Linked DNA regions of Hordeum vulgare: region 1 is linked to region 2. The links are chromatin contacts, called in public Hi-C maps. All regions are on one chromosome and are shown on one strand. Each heading gives the region's core, a stretch centred on a gene start, on an enhancer-like site or on the middle of the called end of the contact. The rest is flanking DNA. Distances are from core to core; before and after follow the strand shown. Region 1 holds the start of LOC123449000 (THO complex subunit 4A-like). Region 2 holds the start of LOC123448999 (probable ADP-ribosylation factor GTPase-activating protein AGD6).

Region 1 (6,476 bases), core at 3,693-6,192, 340 kb before region 2:
CATTCAAAGCATACCGTCATTGCGGTTCATTGCAACACTGTCATGTAAACTGAAACCCGTCATTGCAACATCATTAAATTAGTCCTGTTGTCGTCATAGCATCACCACGGCTACCGAAGCACCCATTGTTGCCATCAAAGCAGGCCATCACAACATCATTGACGCAGACATGTTGTTGTGGTAACATCCTATGACAATCAACGCACACCTCTCCAACCAAAGTGTTTCATCGCAACATCTAAGTAGCCAAGGTACAATTGCAGCAGCATCGTGGCCGTTGAAGCACGCCGTCGTGCCATCACCACAGCCATCGAAGCATATTGTCACAAGAACATTGAAGTGGCTGGGCTTTCGTCACATTAAGCCTCGTAGCATCGCTCGATGCTACCGCCATCCAACATCGCGACACTGCTTGCAGCCTCACACTACAACTACAACAGCCGGTCACCATGGTCTTTTTGAAGCAGCTTGGGCCATTGCGTTAGCATGAATGACTTGCTTCTTTCTTTTAGGGAATGGGTGACTTGCTACTTAAGTAGTTAAGGGCTTGTTCGGTTGCAAGGGGCTTGGAAGGGATTGGAGTGCATTGAAGAGGATTAAATCCATACAAGTCAAATTCCTCCTCAATCCCCTCCAAACCTCTGAGAGAGGTTTAACCGAACAAGGCCTAACTGATATACTAAAGGGGCTGGTTCTCAGAAGTCGTGATCAGCTAAGAAAATATAACAATTAAATAACTCAATTACGTAATTAAGTTGATCATACGGCTTCGATATGCTGGACGACCCAGCTGAACACGGATCAGCCAGATGACGCCTAGCGTCCGCCCTATTAAGTTGATCATACGGCTTGGATATGGTTCTACAAAATCTGTAGTTAAATACCCACAGTTGCCTATTTCAGTTGCACTCGCTACTTACCTAAACCGACCAATACTCGGTTCATTCAACAATAAGGTAACAATGATGCCAGGGTGATCAAACCACGTCTTTTAAGAGTACAATAACCAAAATTATGGCATAAACTCCCTCCGTGTTCACTTCTACCAACGTTGTAGAAAATCGGAAATCAAAGACACTTATTTTAGGACGGAGGGAGTACAACCTTATATTCCTGAAGTAGGACCTATCTGCATCGGTAGTTTATTTAAACTGAGCACAATCATGCTTACTTGCAATCTGCAACCGCATTTTGTAAAAAGTAATAGACACGCAGATAAGTAACACTGAAAAAGGCTGATATTCATAATTGCCAAAAAAACATGCTTGATCTTTTATATGGCAGAAAAGAACCAGCGAAATGACATCTCCTCAAAAGCATAAAAATCCAACACAACACAATCTATATGGCAGATCAAAACAATAACAGCAACAAGAAAACAATACTGAAACACCAGAACATCTACCAGTGCAACACTTAGACGTTGCATATCTAGTCATGGTGGCTGGAATAGTGAAAAACTAAAACAAGCGACTGAATATTTCAGTGGTTGGCCTCATGCTACCAAAAATGGCCAACTTCAAGCCATTATTCATCAATCCAACAGCAAAATTGGACAGGTTGAAACAAGTCAGCCATATGATTCTAATCCCCAGCAAGGAACAAAGATATAGTTGAATAGATCGGCCAGATTAGGTGGGTTCCAAATAATACTTTGCCGCCTAGTTGAATTTCAAACAGAAATGGCCCACCAACCACCATAAATGAAGTCAGCGGCTGCAAGGGGGGCAAAAGGGCATCCAAAAGATGGCAAAATCTATGTGTACCATCAAACCAATAGACAACCCTTAACTGTTAAAGCAGATCGCAAAGCAAGATTTGCACCTTAATGCTTCTTCAGTAAGAAGCACAGCTAGCAAGCCACCAAAATCATACCAGGCACTTTGTGGACCACCTGAAGAAGGAAGATCACACGAAAGAACAGTATCCATCCCTCCAGCTGGCATGTGACTCGTATGTGCAAGAGAGTATTGCTAGATTTGCACCTTGATGCTTCTTTAGGAAGAAGCACAACTACCACAGCCACAGGCAACTTGTTGAGCACCTGACGAAGAAAGATCACACGAACTTCTAAAAGAACACGCTCTCCAGCTGGCATGTGGCTCGGTATGGGCAAGAGAATATTGCTACATCAAAAGCAATGCTAGCATAATAATAACATAAGATTAGCAACCACCTGCAATTTGAGAGAAAAGGATCATTAAACCCATGAATTGCATATCGTGTTAAGAAAGTAATAAACCAATTAACTGAAGAAATGCAAACAGGTGGGAAAACATACCTCTTACTAAAGATGGCTGAAGCTTAAAAAGCTCGTTCAGCAGGGAAACAACGCCCAAAGACCACCCAAGATAAGGGTTTAACTTGATCACCATGGCACATCTGATTTTCAGCCTCATGATAGACGGGTAGCAAAGGAATGTGAGCACCTCATACATCTTCAATAACTTTCACATGCGGAGCAACTTGGGTGGTCCTTAGTCCTTGCGTTCCTCAAGGAAGGCAGAAACTAAAGGCAATCAAGTAATGTTCATAACAGTAGTGTTCACTGGTATCCACTCAACTCTAGTTCTATGTAGACACATAACCCATACAATTCAGTAAGCCAAGAACCTGACAAGTAAAAGGTTTTGTTGTCCCTTGAACATAGTAGCACAAAAAGCAGGAACGTAGGGGCATCCTTCAAATTTCATGTTGAAAATATCAACACTGCAAAGATGTCGACTTATTCGTTGGTCTGCATCGGCGCCGCACCCTGGGCATGGTACTTCTCCAACTCAGCATCAAGTTCTTCAGCAGACCTTGGCTGACTACGCTCTTTCCCACGACGACCGCCAGATCCACTGCCTCCGCCGCCGCCACCACCACGACCCCTCCCACCCCTTGCACGGGGCCTGTTCTGTGGCAAACTAGCTGAGACACCCCTTGGTGCACTGTAACAAACAAAGTGGTGTACGGTAAGGTGGGAAAAACTATAACTGACAGACAAAAGCAATAAAAGGTACACCTATAATCATTCAGGAAAATGGTAGAACATGATTAATATGCTTGATAACCTAACCGGCTAACTAGTTAGACAAAGATGAATTCTTGAAACTGAAATTCATAATTCAATCACTTCTGCTAATACCCCTACAACTAAGAACAAACTTAATGTGGTGCCATTGCAACACGGAGAGCACCTACTGTTTAATAATGTCTCCTGAAATATTGGGGATCGCACTTGCCTAACAAACTGATGGACAAGTCTCTTGGTCATAGTGCAATGGAACACTTCTGCTATATATCATAGCAATTACAGCAAACAATTGTATTATCACCATCCACAAAATTTAATATCACATAGGAGTTTATGACTAATTCTAGCAAACAGGCAAATTTAGATGTTTGAATTGCTGTGGATTGAATCCACAAATAAATAAAGCGTCAAATCTAACATACCTCTTAGCAACATTCCTAGCATAGCTTCCATTATTGGTTGGTAGTGCAGCTGGAGCTGTAGGAGTGTTAGTCCCAAGTATCTCTATTTTCATAGGCTTGCCATCAAGTTGGACATTGTTATATTTCTTTATCGCTGCAACAGCATCACCACGCCTTGCAAATATAACTTCAGCTGTTCCCTGCAACACACAAGTACTGTCAGGCATCGCACAGAACCCACACATGGAACAAAGAAAAACATAAGACGGAATCACGTACCTTAGACCGCCCACTTCGGTCAAAGTTAATCGAGCATCGCTTCAGATCACCCAGCTCGGAGAAAAGCTCCTGAACCATTGAAAGAAAAAAATAACTCAGGAAGAGTACCCTATGAACAGGAAACAGCAAGAGCATTCTATGGAGAACGATATCAATGTTTAAGTAAACTATACAAACTGAGAAACCATAACAAGAAAAGAACCCCATGTGAGCAGCTTTGTGAACTTACGAAGTAAGCAATAAGATATGCACACAAAGAAATCCACATCATCAATTAAACATATCAAATCAAGATTACAGCAGCGCAAATGAGAACATAACCACACCTCCAAAGAGGCCACACCATTTGGAATAAGCTAAGAACTATAATTGAAAACTAAACCAAGTCCTATTCACCTAATAAGCAAGCTAAGAAAATTCAGAAAAGATTAGCTCGGTCCACTACAACAACGCGAGGCTACCAGCACGACCAAATTACAGCTATAGTACTGGCCTATGCCAGATCTAGAAATAAACTATATGAGATCGTCGGGGACCAACTACTCAGAAGCAACCGAATAACTACATGAGTATGAGAGCAACGACTCGACATGTAGATCCGGCGACGTATATACCTTGAGGTCCTCGGTCGAGACGCCGAAGTCCAAATTGGTGATGAAGAGCTTGGTGCCGGTCTCGATAGCCGAGACCCTCCCGCCGCCGCCGCCTCTGGCAGAGGCGTCCGAGTACATGTCGTGCTGCCACGCCGATTCCGGGGCCTGGATCGCGTCACACCAGAGTGAGAAAACCACCGGATCATCCTCCCGCGCCTCGGCGAAAACGGAAGTCCATCGATCCCCTTCGCCGACGGCGCAAAGCCTAGTAGCCCGTGCGATTCGTTCGTACCTTCGGCGGCTGGTAGGGCGCCGCCCTGTTCCCCGACCTCTTGAAGGCGCGCCTGTTGGGGCCGACGCCTCCGACAGCGGAGGCGGCGGAGGCCGCGCCGCTGCCGCCAGCGGCAGATCCACGGCGGCCCTCGAGGCGGCGGCCGCCCCCGCCGGAGGAGGAGTTGCCCTTCTTGTTGTTCTTGATGATGTCGTCGAGCGACATGTCGATGGTCTCCGCCATGGCTTCGCGCGCGCGGGGGCGGGCGGATCTGGCGCTAGGGTTGGGAGGGGGGAGCTCGGCGATGGGGAATCGAATTGATGGGGAAGTTGAATAGGGTTACCAAGTCGTGGGGTGTTGGGGAATTTGGGAGATATTTTTGCGGGAGGCGGGCGCGATAAAATAGTAGGGGGAGACGCGTAGGGAGAACGCGTGGTGGAGGTGGGGTGGGGGCGCACGAGTCACGACCCACGCGGGCGCGATGGGGATTGTTTGGCTGGGTCGGTTCGGGACTTCGCGGATCGGGGCCGTTCTTCCTTCCTACAAATTCCGTTTTATGCCAAACCAGTTTAAAAGCAGAACTATGTTTGTTTGTTTTTTCGGGGAAAAGCAGAACTATGTTTGTTCGTTTTTGCGGGGAAAAGCAGAACTATGTTCGTTAAAATAAAAAAATTGTTCTGCTCAAGACTCAGGGAACTCTTTGCTGTGCGGGGAAAACCAATGGGAACTACTACAATTTCAACATTAAAAAAAACGAATTGTCCGAATTGTGATATTGTCTTCTGATTGCCTTCTTCGAGTTGTACTCTGCTCAGCAGTTTTGCCTAAGTGAGGAGATGAGAAAATGATCAGAGGATATTTAATCAACCTGCTACACCTACTTGATACTCATACCAAATTTCGAGTGATGGACTTGATAGTTCAGACTATCCAAAAGACTATTGCGTATCAGAAGAGATCTTGTAGATATGCACCTTATATTCAGATGCTCATCAATGTCAAGCTAGGCAAGCATGCATATTAACTTGATCGTCTCCATCTACCTCTTCAACCTAAATTTGAGGACAATAAGGTTGTGATGGATAACAATGGTCCTAACTCAGCTACAGCATGAATGGCAGCAGAGACAACAAAGGCTGAAACTGCTAGAAATAGGTCACCTCCAATTCCACAGCTCAGAACTCAAGCTGACCAAATGCTTTTCTAGTGAGCATTGTCCAAGGCATGGAGAAGAACATTCAGGAGATTATGCAAAATCAGAAGAGTTTTGAGAGAGTTGTGGAGACAAATTCCACAACATGGATTTGAAGGTAACTGAGTTGACCACCATTGTCAGACAACTTCAACATGAAGTTGACTCTGTAAAGATTCCACGCTCAGAGGATGAAGATGAAGATGATGATGATGACGACGATGAGTCTCATCCTCCCACTACCACTAGGTTCAGCACCCAGCCTTGGTCAGTTGTTGTTCCTGCTCCGGAGACAAGACAATCATCTTTAGCACAAGCTTCGCCACCTTCAGCACCAGCTCCAGCTCACGCTCCTTCAGTATCAACTCCTCCAACTCCAGGGACATCAGCAGAAGCCTTCGTCGACGTTGTTCTATCGACTCCATCATCAGCTGCCCAGAGAAACGAGTAGTTCTATACTTTTTAACTTTTTGATAACTTGTTGCCAAAAGGGAGAAATATATAGATCATAGACTTCGTGTGAGAGAGAGCTTTTGACTTTATTTTCTCTTGTTTGGTTTTAAAAACTTTGTTCTTTGGATGACTTTATTCTGTCTATGTGGTTGATCATACGCTTTATCCTGTGTGATACTACTATATCATCTTTTAGATATCCTTGTGATGATCACTCACTTATCTTGTTGGTGTCATGTGCATTACTTTTACTTTTACGCACCACCAA
Region 2 (5,967 bases), core at 330-2,829:
ATGACATCTCAAGCTTGGCACCAAACACAATATAACCCCAAGTAACCAATGATGATTGCAGATGTACTTTGCTAATATAGAAGTGCTGCTGGGGTACAATAATAACCATATTAAGTCTACAACGAGAATTCAATGATGATCAGGATCAGGCTACAAAAGGCGATCCCACAGGCCACAGCTATGTCAATCTGCACAGCTTAGTTTAGACACGCTAGAAGGGGCACTTTAACTACATGTGATTGTGAGGGGGTGTTCACAAATCCAATGAAGTATATAAGATGGATGTCCGAGCACTCTAACGGGGACAATACGTGATGCGTAGTTAACAGCGGTGACAATATAGCCATTCATGACTTGCTGTAATAGGATCCCCCCAAGAAACCATTTTTATGAATTTTATGAAATAGCCTTTCATACTCTTTCAAAACTATTGCAGGTATTGGGGAAATGTTTTCAAATTTGTTGATTCTAACCACAAAACTATACTCCATGGAAGTGGTATGTTTGCAGGTATATATTGGGTAGTTGATAGCATAAAGAAGAATAATATGTTTCATTTACCTGAGAAACGACCTGCATGACATCGCCCTGGGCAGCACCGTTGCTGTTCCTATTCGCCGACGGCGGCGGGGTGGATCCGAAGCCGACGTACTTGCCGCCCTGAGAGGGAGGGATCCCTTGAGGCTTGGACTCGTTCTCCGCCATCCTCCTAGCGAAAAAATCCTCCTTGCTGGCCGCCGACGCCTCCAACTCCTGCTTCGTGTACATGTCCTGGGTGGACTTGGACCTCGTGGGCTGTCTCCCCGAATCCGCCCCAGCGCCAGCAAATGATCCGGCCGACTGGTTCCTCCGCATATCGGGACGGACCTCGTCGTCCCAATCGTCCCATCCACCGCCGCCGCCGCCTCCGACACCGCCTCCGCTCCCTCCTCCGGCGGGCAAGGGCGGCCTCCTGGCGGGGGCGGGCGCGGCAGATCCGGGCGTCTCCTTAACGACGGGCGGGTCGGTCCAGGCGCGGCCCTCGGCGAGGGCGATGATGCGGTCGCGGTATGCGGCGGCGGCGTTGGAGTTGTACTTGGGGATGTGGGGCGTCTCCTTGGGCACGCCCCGCGCGGCGAGGAAGGCGTTGAGGCGGTCGTTGCCCCCGGCCTCCATCTTGCGGAGCTGCGGCTCGGTCCAGGAGTCCATGGTGACGGAGCGGACGAAGCTGATGTGCACGCCGAGGCCCCGGTGCTTGCCGGAGCACTCGAGGCACATGAAGACGCCGTAGGAGACGCTGGCCCACTGTGGGTTCCTCTGCGCGCAGTCGACGCACGTCTTGTTCCCCGGCTGCCCCTGCAGCTCCCTGAGCCGCCTCGCCGCCGTGGACGCCATCGCCGGGTCCGGATCTGCGGCGCCGGATCCGGGATCGGGCTCGGTTGGTGGCCGCGGGACGAGGGGTGGAAGGAGGTGGTGGAGGAGGGCTCGCCGACACGGAACGCGGAGCGAGCGAGCGAGCGAGAGGGGGAGGTCAAATACCGTGCGGTGGACGCCTTTGCCCCTGGGCGCGCCGGGGCCGCGCCGATGGCAGGCCGGTAATTCCTCCCCGCGGCGGGAGGGCAGGGCGGGGACTCCTCCTGGTAGGCGCGGCCGAACGGCCGAACCGAACAGCCCGCGACGCCGACAGCCCGGGCCCACAGCGCAGCAGCACGGGACGGGACGGGAGAGGCGAGGAAACTGAAGCTATCACGAGTCAGGAGTCCTACTCGTAGCCGAGTCGGGTCGAGTTAGGGGTCGGGCGGGTGGGCGGGCGCTGCACGCGGTAGAGGCGGGCGGCCACCCGGGCGGTTTGGGGTCGGGACGGGCCGAAACGCACGCGGGGCCGTCGCTCGGGAGAACAAAAACCGACCTCTCCCAAAGCCTCGCGGTTTTTTGACCCGTCGTTTGCGTTTCCCGGCATTGCGTACGAGTTAGGAGGAGACTCGATAGCCCTGCCCTAGCAGTACGCCCGGGCCACCGATCGATCCATCGATCATGGCGGCGGCGCCGGAGGCGGTGGAGATGCCGACCACGGAGGAGACGCCCGCGCCCGCCATGGCCGCGGTGAGCGAGGATCAGGCGGCGCCGGCTGCGGCCGCGGCGGGGACCAACGCCACGGTGCCCGCGCTCTACGTGGGCGATCTGCACGAGAACGCACAGGAGGAGCATATCTTCGACGCCTTCAGCAAGGTCGGTGCCGTCACTTCGGTGCGGGTCTGCCGCGACAACGCCACCAGCCGGTCACTCAGATACGGCTATGTAAACTATTTCTCCCAAGCCGATGGTACACACACCGTCTTCATCCATCTCGTTTCGTTTTTTATCCCTTCCTTTTCTATGATACAATGTAGCCGTGTGCTACTGCTTATGTATCTTCAATTTCGATTCTCCTCAATCCGCTTCATAGGATTAGTGCTTGATAGCAATTCACCGCGACATGTTTGCCCCTTGTTTTTATTCATTTATTGCGATTTTATTTCATGGATTTGATCAGAATAGGCATGTTTTGTTTAATTATTTACCAAACATCTTTGCATGGCATTGAAGTAGCTATGTTTAATAATAATAGGAGGACATCTTTGCATGGCGTTTGAACAAGCTATGCTTGTCGTTGGCATCCATTTTTTGGATCGTTGCACTTTTGTTGTGATAGCCATCAGCATGCAACTAGTGCACCCATCACATAACTGTCATGCGGTGCTTAATCTTGAGCTTATATGCCGCAAGCAATCTAATTGTTAATCTTTTAATTTTTACCATGTATGGATTGTGTGTTTTGTGTGTGTGTGTGAGAGAGAGAGAGAGATCTTATATATCATAAAGAAAACTAACCATATTTGGGTTTACCACGCATCCTTTTTACATGTGTTTGATGTTTTGAGGAGCATGAATTTGCATCACTTGCAAAATTAGAGATTTCACTAGTGTTAGCTAGGAAACAATGGTTTACCTATTATTCCTTTTATGCTTTGAGGCTTGGTTGTGGTGCTATGTGAGAAACCAGTTCGTTTGTGTGTGTATGTGGCACTCCCGCAACATACATCAAGTATTATTAATAAAATTGTCCATATCTTTGTTCAGTATGCCCACACTGCACATGTATCTTGATCGTTTTAAGAGTGGTCTCTCTAGTACGATTCATGGTGATATACTGTGATGTGGATCGAAAGATTGCTATTCAGTATATAAATTTGAGTTCTATTTCCACTGAAGAAGGTATAAATAATAATTTAGGGAAACTTTGTCGTACTCCCTTCTTTGTATACTGCTTAACAATCGCACAACTTCTACTTCTTAAATTAATGCCCGTTCCATGGGAATGTGAATGAATAAGTTGACTTCCGCTGTCTTGTTGCGACTCTCTTCAGTTTTGCCTAAGCTTGTTGTGTAATGTTACTCCTTTTTAAATATATATTGAAGGTACATGTATGTTTTATAAACGACTAGTCTACTTTCCTATTTCTTCGTTCTCTCTTTTCTTCATTTTCTTATCATTGATTTCGTTGTTCAACAAATGGCCTTTGCACAAACTAGTTTTGTTTATGGAGGGGTAATTGATTGGCCTTTGACTTGTTTTTTAACTGTTGACAGCAACGATTGCTTTGGAGCAGATGAATCATAGCCTTATACTGGACAAGCCAATTAGAGTAATGTGGTCTAATCGTGATCCCGATGCCAGGAGGAGTGGTGTTGGAAATGTGTTTGTTAAGGTAAAAGGATAAATATGTTCTCCATGTTAATATTTCTCACTTTGTATTGCCATATGCAAGTACTAACACAATATGGTATTGCTTGACAGAATTTTGGTGATCACGTTGACAATATATTGCTCCAAGATCTGTTCTCCAAGTTTGGGGAGATATTATCTTGTAAAGTTGTTAGAAATGAGGATGGCACAAGTAGAGGGTATGGGTTTGTTCAGTTTGCAGCACAAGAGCCAGCAGACTTGGCAATAGAGACCCTCAACAATTCTTACTTTGAGGGAAGAGAATTGTAAGTTACTGTTTCTCAAATACAACTATTACATGACTTAATTTGATTTTGTCTTTTTTTTATTTTAAACATTGCTACTTAAATGGTTTTGTTTTATAATGATCAATCTTGTGTAGGCTTGTTGCTCATTTCGTTAAGAAGAGTGAACGATCAGCCAATAACGATGACAAGTACACTAACTTGTATATGAAGAATATAGATGATGACATGACTGAAGAACTTATTAAATTGAAGTTCTCTCAGTATGGTCAAGTAACTAGCGTGAAAATAATGAAAAGAGATGACGGGACATCCAAGGGTTTTGGGTTCGCTAGTTTCAAAAACCCAGAAAGTGCCAAGAAAGCAAAAGAGGCCTTGAATGGGATCGCTCTGGGTAATATTACTGCAATGCATTTCATTTCACAAATAATTTCTATTGGTCCATGCATTTTTGCTTAACAATGTTAATCTTATTTTTTTTTATTAGGAGCGAAAACTTTGTACGTGGCAAGAGCTCAAAAAAAGGCTGAAAGAAAGCAATATTTGCAGCTCTTACATGAGGAAAAGCGGAATGAAATAATCACTAAGAGCAATGCAAGTTCCATCATTCTCTTTCTTTTTGTATATTCACGTATATGCATTCACATCTTTCATTTACAAATGTGTATTTAATCCTGACAGGGGTCCAATGTGTATATCAAAAATATTAGTGATGAAGTTGATGATGACACTCTTCGCGAGCGCTTTGCTGAATTTGGAAACATTACATCAGTAAAGATTATGCGTGATGACAAGGGCATTAGCAAAGGATTCGGATTTGTATGTTACAGCACACCCGATGAAGCAAAGTGTGCCGTAAGCAGCATGCGTGGTAATCCTTTATTTATTTTGCACTGACTTGTCACCGTTATACATTGATATCACGATACTGAGAATGTTTTGTTTTGTTTGAAATAAACAGGTGTCATGTTTTATGGCAAACCATTGTATGTTGCTATTGCTCAAAGGAAAGAGGACAGAAAAGCTAGGCTGGAGCAACGATTTGCTGAACTTGCTACGATGGCGGGAACTGCAAGCCCTGTGATCCCCACAGGTTATCCTCATGTGTACTTTGCACATCCCAGTACACACTTTCCTCAGGGTCCTTCAAGGCAAGGATTCATGTATCCACCCATTGGGCTCGGACAAGAATGGAGGCAGAATGTGTACCCTTCGCCTCATAGTATCCAGCAAATTCATGCACCACTCGTATGTCATTGACTTGTTCTACTCAAATTTCTTTCTTTAAGTGCAAAAACTTACTTAAAATTTGTTTAATTTTGTGCATAGATGCCAAATACTCCAAGGCAGTACAGAAATAACAGGGGGCGCATGACTGGGAATATGATGACATTTCCCCACGCTGTTAACTATGTGTCACACCCTCAGGCAGCTAAAGATTTCATGTCCATGTCCCGGCAGGTATGATTATCACTTCATTTTCTTATATCTAATATTAATGTATTTTAAACTGTTTTTTATGAAGAATACAAATGTTTCACTTTTAGTCCCTATTTAAATTGTGGTTAGGCTAACAGTATAATTCAGCAAAACTATATAGTGTGAACATACTTTTTGAGACAAACACATGTGTATAATTTCAAGTATCTAAGTAAAACTGAGAGATGACGGCAGTCAAGATTTTAAAAGAAATATATGAGCATAACAACAACTTTTAAGGAACGGGAGGGTAATATTTTGTTTTGTGGCTTATTTAAACGTATATCCTTGTTCCTTTAGTTAGTCCTCCTCCCCATTACTATTGCCAACTCAATCATACTAAGTAGATGTTGTCTTGTGACAGAACTTCACTAACAAGGAGTGCTAGGCTACCACCTAGTACTTTATTAATTAAGAGTATTTGATAATTTTTCCTTCTGAAGAGTTTAAGTTGATACCTGCTGCTATTGCCAATTCAATCATACTACGTAGACGTTG

The links. Hi-C and Micro-C count contacts between places; a contact is called where the count stands out from the background.
Region 1: a contact with region 2 is called in a Hi-C map of seedling, with 6 times the contacts expected there. The contact joins the promoter of LOC123449000 here to the promoter of LOC123448999 in region 2. A contact is called at or near these places in 4 of 6 Hi-C or Micro-C datasets (leaf and seedling) and 1 of 1 datasets of contacts at active chromatin or transcription factors (embryo).

What each region holds. Positions count from the first base shown.
Region 1 is chr4H:469,617,216-469,623,691 of MorexV3_pseudomolecules_assembly, reverse strand. LOC123449000 (THO complex subunit 4A-like) reads right to left here and starts at 4,942. Exons shown (of 5, transcript XM_045126060.1): 1 at 4,585-4,942; 2 at 4,314-4,457; 3 at 3,700-3,768; 4 at 3,442-3,620; 5 at 2,410-2,933. The coding sequence starts at 4,806. The coding sequence ends at 2,726. LOC123449001 (a long non-coding RNA gene) reads right to left here and starts at 373. Exons shown (of 2, transcript XR_006631948.1): 1 at 1-373.
Region 2 is chr4H:469,276,004-469,281,970 of MorexV3_pseudomolecules_assembly, reverse strand. It overlaps LOC123448999 (probable ADP-ribosylation factor GTPase-activating protein AGD6), which reads right to left and starts at 1,579. Exons shown (of 3, transcript XM_045126059.1): 1 at 562-1,579. The coding sequence starts at 1,374. LOC123446641 (polyadenylate-binding protein 4-like) reads left to right here and starts at 1,931. Exons shown (of 10, transcript XM_045123209.1): 1 at 1,931-2,302; 2 at 3,610-3,728; 3 at 3,818-4,011; 4 at 4,128-4,384; 5 at 4,478-4,584; 6 at 4,672-4,861; 7 at 4,952-5,238; 8 at 5,320-5,451. The coding sequence starts at 2,014.